Linked DNA regions of Zea mays: region 2 is linked to region 1. The links are chromatin contacts, called in public Hi-C maps. All regions are on one chromosome and are shown on one strand. Each heading gives the region's core, a stretch centred on a gene start, on an enhancer-like site or on the middle of the called end of the contact. The rest is flanking DNA. Distances are from core to core; before and after follow the strand shown. Region 1 holds the start of LOC103626874. Region 2 holds the start of LOC103626876 (probable pre-mRNA-splicing factor ATP-dependent RNA helicase).

Region 1 (4,501 bases), core at 1,161-3,660:
AGAGGATCCAAGATGAAGGCTGCGGACCAGGCCGGGTGATAGCTTTTTCTAAACCTTTTCTCAAGCACATTCAGGGCAGCGCCTTCATCAGTGTTAAATTTCTCACACCAATCTCTAACCTTGCTGCGCAATTCTTCCCATAGCGGCAGGCATTGCCCTACAAGAGGTCGATCAGCTTCCATCTCCCTCACCATATCAAATATCAGCTTCACGAGCGAATGCACAGCATCCACCTCTATCCAGAAAGCCTCACTGTGCACCATCTCTGCAATCTCCCTGGCAGCCGAGTCATCGATGCACACGAGCTTGTAGGAGTCCTCTTGCACAGCACGATGGAGAGGGTGTGCAGAGTTCAAAATGTCCTCCAGCATCTCAAAGGCCGCACGGTAGTTTCTGCCATTGCCGTTAAACGGCACATGTGCGACTCGAAGGAGAGAGGCATGGCCGAGCTGTTGAATTTGATGTTTGTGCAGCAAAGACCGCGCCGTCTGTTCGGCGTTGAAGAAGGCAGCAAGCTTGGCAGACTTGGCTGTGGCGGAGCGGAACAGCGAGAGTTCCCTCGCGAAATCCCACACCAAACGGGTGAAGCTATGGATTTGACAAGATAGGTTCACCATCCAGTAGTTCTTCTTCTCAAGATCACGCAGCGCCTTCGATTTGAAGCGGTCAGAAATTATGCCTGCGCAGCGGTGGAGGTCGCTAGAGGAACCTGAGGCTGAGACTGAAGCCACGGCCTCCAGCATGAGCTCCTCGGCGTAGTCTGAGGGCGCCATGGCGGGTACCGGCACAGCGCGATGGAACACGGACGTGCCATTCGGGAGGTTGACACAGAGAGTGACCACCTGCTCCCGCCAGCCGTCGGCGGCAAGCTGGAAGAAGAGCGCGTCCCGAACACGCGCGGTGGCGTCGGCGCGCGCCTCGGCGAAGCGGGCGTCGAGGCGTGGACCAGCGAGGTCGGCGCGCTGCAGGTCCGGTAGCCCGACATGGCGTAGGAAGGCCCGGAGCTTGGGGTGGCTAGCGGCAGAGAGCGACACGCCAGGCGATGACTCCAGGAACCAGTCGGACAGCAAGGCGAGCGCCGCGTCAGCCTGCGGCTTGGGCATCATGGTGACCGGCGATGCCTTGGGTGACTTAAGGCGCTTGACGCTGTCCTCGAGCATGGCGAGAGCGCTGAAGTCGCCTTTACCGCCGGAGAGCACGAGCTCCGACTGGTGTGGCGGAGGGGGCGCCGGCAGCGCGGGCAACGCCGAAGGGTAGACCAAGGACGGGTCAACAACGACGAGGTGATGATGGTGAGACACGGGTTCCGCCGGCGTGTACGCGGGTGGCATGGAATGGCGCTTGCGACTGCCGGATTGTTGTTGTTGGTGGTGGTGGTGGTGCGGATTGGAGTGGTGGTGCGACGAGGAGGGCGCGATGGAGGAGATGGGGACAGGGGATGAGGCGGTGGAGTTGGACGGCAGCGCGAGCTGCTGCGTGGGCGTGGGCGCCGGCTGCAAGGCCGAGGCGCCGGCGGGTCCCGGCGGCGGGGAAGCGAAGTTGGGGCAGGTACCACGCTTGAGGTGCTCGGAGGCGGTCCTTGACGGGTTGGAGGCAGAGAAGACGGCGGAGCAGAGGGCGCAGCGCAACTTGACGGCCTTGGGCGGCATGCCGGTTTCGGCGGGCGGGACGAGAACGGGCTCGAGGTGCGCCCAGTACCAGGCGCCCTTGCCCTTGACCGCCTTGGCCCGCACAGTGAGGAGGGCCTCGTAGCGCTTCAGCGCGGCGCGCGCGGCGGCCTCCTCGCCGACCATTGCGGGCGCCGCGGCCGCGGCCGCCTCCTCCTCCTTGGCCGTTGCCGTGGACATGGCAGCCGGGCCCGCCTCGCCGCCCAGCGAACAAGGGGCAGACGAACCGACCAGCCAACTAACGATCGGCAAACCGATCGCGAAGCGCGGTACGGAGAAAAGAAAGGGAACCACCCCACCCCCTCTTCCTTTCCGGTCACCAACCCGCCAATCGAATCCCGCTGTGGCAGCGGCGTGGGATTTCCCGCGGCGGGCGGCTAATGCGGGAGTCGGCACCCGGCGGCGCGCGCGGACGGCGATCGAAGCTGCACATTGGGCGGCGGCGGCCGCGGTGGGCCGTCCATGCGCGCGCGGGGGCCGGGGGGGCGGTGGGGTATTTCGTGGAGGTTTTAGGGGGTTTAGAAAGGAAGATTTGGGATGCGGGAGAGGAGAAAACAATGCGATGCGATGCCGATGCTGCAAGGTAGAAAGGGAGAGGAGAGAGACAGAAGAAAAAGGGTTGATAGGGACAAAACGAGGACGAGATCGATGAATTGAAGAAGAGTCTCACCCTCTCGACCGTGTCCGCCAAATACCAATATATAATAGTATGTGAATATGACATTTTTTTTTCTTTTTCATTCAACCAGCCAAAACTGCTGGGGAGGAAGGAAAGCAGTCAATCTGTTGTGAGGGGCGATATAAACTACCAAAATACCTTTCAAAAAAGCATCATCTATTTTATAACACAATTTAAATCCTAAAACATCATCTATTAGTGGAGAGGTCACCCACTGGCCACTGGCGTGATATTTGTGCTCACTGATGGTGCAGCAGTTGCTGTGCTGGTAGCGGGCGGTAGGCGGGGTGAAGACTAGACTCGGATGGATGGGTAGTCATATCGAGGACGAAGGAAAGATGGACGATGGAGATGGGAAGGAGTGCACAGGCCAAGCCCCATTCTCACCATATCAAGAATGCAACACTGTCCTCTTGGTATAGGTTCAAGTAAAGCCTACAGTATATGAAGAATAGTATACTAGGAAAGACCACGCCTGGTACACTACAATACTCCGGGTTGTACATACCATAATGACCTAGTGAAATAGATAGGTTGCAAAGCAGCCTTCAGAGTCAGCAACGGCAGCTAATGATACAGCCACTGAGGGACACTCGGATAGCTGGTCTCCCTGTACAGGGGAGGGGGCTACTGTATCCTTCCGCGCTACTGTATTCCCTCCAGATTAATTGCGTTCCCAACATAGACCCGGTACCAATTCTGGGATGGGGTATGACACGCATTGCCACCCACCTGGAAAAAAAAAGCGCTATTCACATTGATGGGCGACGTTTGAAACAGCTAGCCACGTTCGTTGAATTTCCTGGATTTGTTTCAAGGACACACAACAAGGCGTACATGCATGGATTATTTACGGGTTCCAGATGGAAACCGGGCGCAATCTTGATTGCTGCTGCTTTTTTTTTTTCCAAATCCACGCCAACTTTTTATGGGCAGAGGGCTCATCTCTGTCTTTAGATTTGGGGGAAAAACTTCAGTTGTTGTTTGGATCACTGGTTGAAATAATAGATCTGTTGGTTAGAAAAGCTATTGTTTCACAACTGTTCAGGATGACTTCAAAAGGACCTATTAATAGTGCTTTGGTCCTCGCCTAGTATTTCTCTTTTATCTTTGTAGATGAACCTAGCTTTGTAGTTTGTACATATTATTGCTTGCACCATTCACAAGTCATTTCCCCTCTCTGAAAAATCAATAAGATTTACTCTAGGTTCTTAATAGGCAGTAGTAGCGCAATATTTACAGCTGAGAAATAGAGAAACAATGTACAAAAACAAAGGAAATGTATAGGAATGAGATTGTAAAACAGAAAAATAGAAAACGTAGAAAAAAGATCAAAAGTGGTGTTTGTAATGTAGGAATCCATGATACAAGAACAAAAAACACATGAATAATAAGCTAACTCGCAATGTGTCCGTACGTTGCTACAGTTTTATTTATATTTAAATATAGAATAAACATAAAAACATATGTGTTTCGTTGGCTAAGTAGGTGTGAACGTGGGTTTAAACCCGACAACCATGGTTTGCATCTCCATTTATACGTATTTTTAGTATTTTTACTATTTAAATTAAATGTGGGAAAACATGACGAAGATGGAAACCGTGGAAACTTGAGTTATCCGACTGTCCCTCCATGGTTGTATCATTAGCTCTACGCCATAGCTGACTCTCAAGGTTGTCCCTCCATGGTTGTATCATTAGCTCTACGCCATAGCTGACTCTCAAGGTTGCTTTATAACATACTCTCTCCGTCCATATGATTTAGTCATTTTAGATTTATCCCAAGTCAAACTATTTTAACTTTGATCAACAATATATATAAGATTAAATTATTTTAAACTAAAAGAATTATATAATATGTTAGTTCAAGTCATGATGAATCCAGTAACTTTACTTTCAATTTTTAAATCTTATACAATATCCGATATAATCGGTCAAAGTTGATAGTGATTGACTTAGGACAAACCCAAAACAACTAAATCATGTGGACGGAGGGAGTATCTATTTCACTAGGTCATTACTGTATGTACAACGACGCAATTCTAAAAGTATAAAAAACATCTAAAATGTACATTGATACATTAGAATATGTTTAAGTTTTTTATTTTATTTGAAAAACTCCTTAAGACACCACTTTGTAACAAATAGTTGTATAT
Region 2 (4,695 bases), core at 1,457-3,956, 370 kb before region 1:
CGCTACCACAACTTTCCTCTTACCAGGTGGAGCTGGGTCAAAGATCTTTGATTGCATCTCACTAGGAAGGGCACTATACACAGGCAAGATTATGAGCTCAGGAACATCCCTGCCCAGCCCCTTCATCCTCTCATAAAGACACTGGCAGGCATGATCGATTTCCTCCTGCCCTGTCAGGAAAACAAGGATGTCTCCTTCTGGCTCTGTCAAGTGAATCTGCAGCACAGTAATCAATGCTGCATCCAAGTAATCACTTTCAGGTTGTTTAGTGTACAGTATCTCTACTGGGAATGTTCTTCCAGGAATTGTGAAGATGTTACAGTTAAAGAAATATCCTGAGAACTTTTCAGCATCAAGGGTGGCAGAAGTAACAATAAGCCTCATATCAGATCTGCGCTTAATAAGTTGTTTCAGCAAACCAAAGAGCACATCAGTGTGGATGGTCCTTTCATGGGCTTCATCAAGCATGATAACAGAATACTGGGAAAGGTTCTCATCAACAAGAATTTCACGCAGAAGCATACCATCAGTCATGTACTTAATCACTGTGTCCGGACCCGTACAGTCCTCGAAACGGATAGCATAACCAACTTCCTCTCCCAGCCGACAACCAAACTCTTCTGCCACTCTCTTTGCAACTGACATTGCAGCCACCCTACGAGGCTGAGTACACCCGATTTTACCCCGCGTGGTATAACCTGCCTCAGCCAAATATTGTGTCACCTGCGTCGTCTTCCCGGAACCAGTCTCTCCAATAACAACCAAAACTTGATTATCATGTACAGCTTGTATAAGCTCTTTCTTCAACTTGTAAATAGGAAGAGACTGCCTCTGCTCTTGTATTGAAAGCTTTGACCTTTGCCCAAAAGTTAAAGCTTTTCCATAGGCCTCCTTCTTCCATTCAGGCATGTCATAAGCTGAAAGGCCAACACCTCGCAGCTCCTGTGCAAGGTGCCGCTCACCTGTATCAGGCATTGGGTCCTCCCATGGTCGATTCAGATCCTTGGGGATTGAATCTAACATGGCTCTCTGCTCCTGTTCTCGAACCTCACGACGTTCCTTTATGAGAGCAGTCTGTAGGGCTGCTGCTCGGCTCAATGAACCCTCAGGATTCTTAAAGATCTTTACAGGTGACATGTCTATTGAAAATCTGCTCTGCCCCTGCAAGAATGCTGGTTCATCCTCATTTAGCTCAATTTCAAGTTCTTCTTCTGCACCTTCCTCCTGGTACATCATACCATCCCCATCCTCATCAAACATTGGATAATCCCTCACATCCAGCACACCCGAGGCAATAAGCTGTTTTGCTTCCCACCTCTCTGGCGAGCTCATTCTCTTGAGTGGTCGTCTTGATGTTGGGGCTGCCTCATCCTCCTCCGTGATCACAATACCTGACAAACCCAACCTCTTGCCAGATCCCATGCCACTGCCCCTGCCACCAGATGGGTTCACCCTTGGTGCATCATCCCCACCTCGCTGCATCGGCAGGAGGTCTTTCCCAGTATCCTGATCGACATCCCGCATCGACAAACTCAACTTCTGCCCCTTCACCGAGACTACCTTCACATACACCTCCTGGTCACGCTTCACCACCTCCTTTGCATTGGCCACCCGCCTGCTAGCCATCTGCGATACATGAACAAGTCCCTCGTGGCCACCGCGAACATCATCAAGCCTGACAAAGCATCCGGTATCCATCACCCGGGTAACCCTCCCTCGGTACACCTGGTACAGCTCTGGCTCCCCACTGGGATTCGAAACAGCAACCTCCCTTCCCCTTCCTACATTGCCCCTCTCCTCTTCTTCATCATCTGCATACCTCCTGCTCCTCCCCAAGTCCCTAACTCTGTTCCTACCAGTATCTCTATCTCCATCGTGGAGGCGTTCCCCGTCACGATCCCGGACATGGTCATGATCCCTATCACGGCCATACTCACGGTCGCGCCCTCGATCCCTATCATGGCCATACTCACGGTCGCGCCCTCGATCCCTATCACGGCCATACTCGCGGTCGCGCCCTCGATCCCTGTCACGGCGGTCACGATCGTGGTCACGGCCACCGCGGTCTTGATCATGCTCACGGCCGCCGCGGCCGTAGTCCCGGTCTCGGCCTCTCCCATCCCAGCGGCGGTCGCGGTCGTCCCTCATCGGAGCAGGAGGGGCCGCATCGGCATCCCGCTCGAGCTCGAGGCGGAGGTTGCGGGCATGGTCGGGGTCGTCGGGGCGGGCGAGCCCGGGGAATTTGGCCGACTCCGCACCAGCAGGGCCCTCGGCGACGGTGGCAGCGCTAGGGTTGGAAGCAGTAGGCTGGAGGATGGCGTGGATGATGGTGAGGAGCGTACGGACGAAGTAGTCGGGGAAGTCGGCGCCCTTCTCCTTGAGCTTGGCGTCGAACTCGGGGACGGTTGTGGAGTCGCGGCCGAGCTCGGTGATGAACTCGGCCAGCACCTTGTCGCCGACGCCGATGTGGGTCTCGAGCTCGGAGCAAACTTTGGAGACCAGGGAAAGGTATTCGAGCTTCCTAAGCCCGTCATCGCCGGGACCAGCCTCCGCCGCCGCTGGCGCCATGGCTGAGGGTGGTGCTGGTGTCGGATCTAGGGCTTGGTCCGCGCTTCAAATTTATTCGGGTTGGGTTGGCCAGTTGGGTGAGAACTGTGGTGTGGTGTGGTGTGGTGTTGGCGTTGGGAGCGTCCCGGTTTGCTCCCGTGCTCGCTGTAGTTTTTTTTTTCATGGGTGGCTGGATTGTTTAAGATTTTTGCCATTATAAAACATGGCCGTTTCGACGAAACGGAGATGTTGGAAAGAGATTCGACGATATGGAATTATATAGAACGCGTAGCCGACGAAATAGACTCAAAATATTTATTAGCAAATGAGGAAACATTAACCCTCCTTCGTCCGAATCAGTCAGCGTCCGCCGGCTCGCCGTTAGTGCTTGTTGTCTCCGCCGCTCGTGAGGTGTTCTGGTGAGCTCTCTCCTCTCTTCTTCCTCCTCATTCTCCATTCCCCATTCTCTGTTTGTGGAATTCCTCGCTGACACCGGCAGCAGGTGCTTCCGCGCGGCGCTCGGCTCGACGAAGTCGTCGCTGCCGCTACCTACTGGCGCGTTGACAGAGCCTTTGTCATGGGCGGAGTGGCCAGGCTCGTGCTCGTAGGATGGAGGAGGAGGAGTCACGGCAAAGTCGCAGCGCGGGCTGTGTCCACGAGCGCGGCACGCACGGAGGAGTCCGGGTCCCTGACGCAGCGTAGCGCGGCGGCCAGGAGCCTGGGCACGAGCGGCGCGATGACGTCCCGCGGGTGCTCGCCGGCCACGAGCGCGAGCAGGCGGAGCGAGTGCCGCCGCAGCGGTGTCCTGTCAGTGGGCCGCGCTCCGTAGACCGCGGCCACGAACACCGGCAGCTCGTCGGCGTCCAGCTCGCGCGCGATCGCGTCCAGCTCGGACGCACCCATCACCTCCATGTCCCGGTCCGAGAGCCGCAGTAGGCAGCGGCTCACACGCTGCTTCATGGGCTCCCTCGGCGCGAGGCCCATGGTGCCTGGTGTAGCTTCACTGCTCCGTCAGAGGAGGTCAAGCCACTAGAGGAGGAGTCACGGCAAGGTCACGGCGTGACCTCCAGGTGCTAAATGGCCCGTCTCTACGCATAAAAGAGATTACGAGTCTATTTCGTCGGCTACGCGTCTTGTGTATTTCCATATCGTCGAATCCCCCAATGCCTCCATTTCGATGAAGCCGAATGTGCAGTATTTTACAATGGCAAAAATCTCTCGGTGGGGTGGGGTCGTGGGGGTGTGACTCATTTCATCCGTTCCTCTCTTTTCTCCCATTATTTATACTTTCTATTTATTTTTAAATATATTTCTCTCTAACCATTTTCTTATCTCTATTTACATTTTAACTAATTAATTAATTTTTATACATTAGTTTTTGAGTTTTAGAAAATTATACAATATTCATAGCATCATAATATATATTGTTATATGGTAGTTATACTTAAAAATGATTAATTTGGTAGGTCATAGTACTGATTAGTGAGCTTACCATTTAGAGCTAGTTTGGGAGGCACAAAACCGAAGGAATTGGAGGGGCTAGCACAAAAATGAATAAAAAGGGATGCTAGCCTCTCCAATCCTTTCGGTTTTGTGCCTCCCAAACTAGTCCTAGAACGAAAGGGAGAGTGAATCGTTGGAGGGGTGGGGGATAAAAGTACAGAACAGGGAGGAGGCGCATTGGGTGGAACGTTGGAAGTCGTGCGTATGAGGTCCACGACAAGAATTTTTTTCAGGAGGTCTATACGAGGTCCACAGCAAGAATTGTTTTCAGGAGGTTTGTCCATCATTGCTTTAATAGGAGATAAAGCAAAAAAACAGTTACTTTTTATCGTCTGAGCATAATTGAAATGGGTTCATAAATTATTAGTGGTACCATGCCTATATGTCGCAATGATATATAAGAACAAATATTACATTTTATCTTAGCTAAAATGGCTTGAAAGATATGAGTTGAAAAGGATTATAATCTCTTTTTTCTTCGGCTTAAAAATGATGTCGATTTCACTTGGTGTACATAACAACAGAAACCATTTGATCCTATTAAGAACTATTTGTCTTCAGCTCTAGTATTGAAAGCACCAAGACTAGGAGTAACATTCAGGTTATATATTGCAACCGAAGATGAAGTTATCAGAGTCGTTATGA

The links. A called contact is a pair of places that touch in the nucleus more often than the background predicts.
Region 2: a contact with region 1 is called in a Hi-C map of leaf, with 2.7 times the contacts expected there. The contact joins the promoter of LOC103626876 here to the promoter of LOC103626874 in region 1. A contact is called at or near these places in 2 of 25 Hi-C or Micro-C datasets (ear and leaf).

The regions. Positions count from the first base shown.
Region 1 is chr5:128,801,643-128,806,143 of Zm-B73-REFERENCE-NAM-5.0, reverse strand. It overlaps LOC103626874, which reads right to left and starts at 2,410. Exons shown (of 1, transcript XM_008647228.2): 1 at 1-2,410. The coding sequence starts at 1,847.
Region 2 is chr5:129,175,803-129,180,497 of Zm-B73-REFERENCE-NAM-5.0, reverse strand. LOC103626876 (probable pre-mRNA-splicing factor ATP-dependent RNA helicase) reads right to left here and starts at 2,706. Exons shown (of 2, transcript NM_001326564.1): 1 at 1-2,706. The coding sequence starts at 2,568.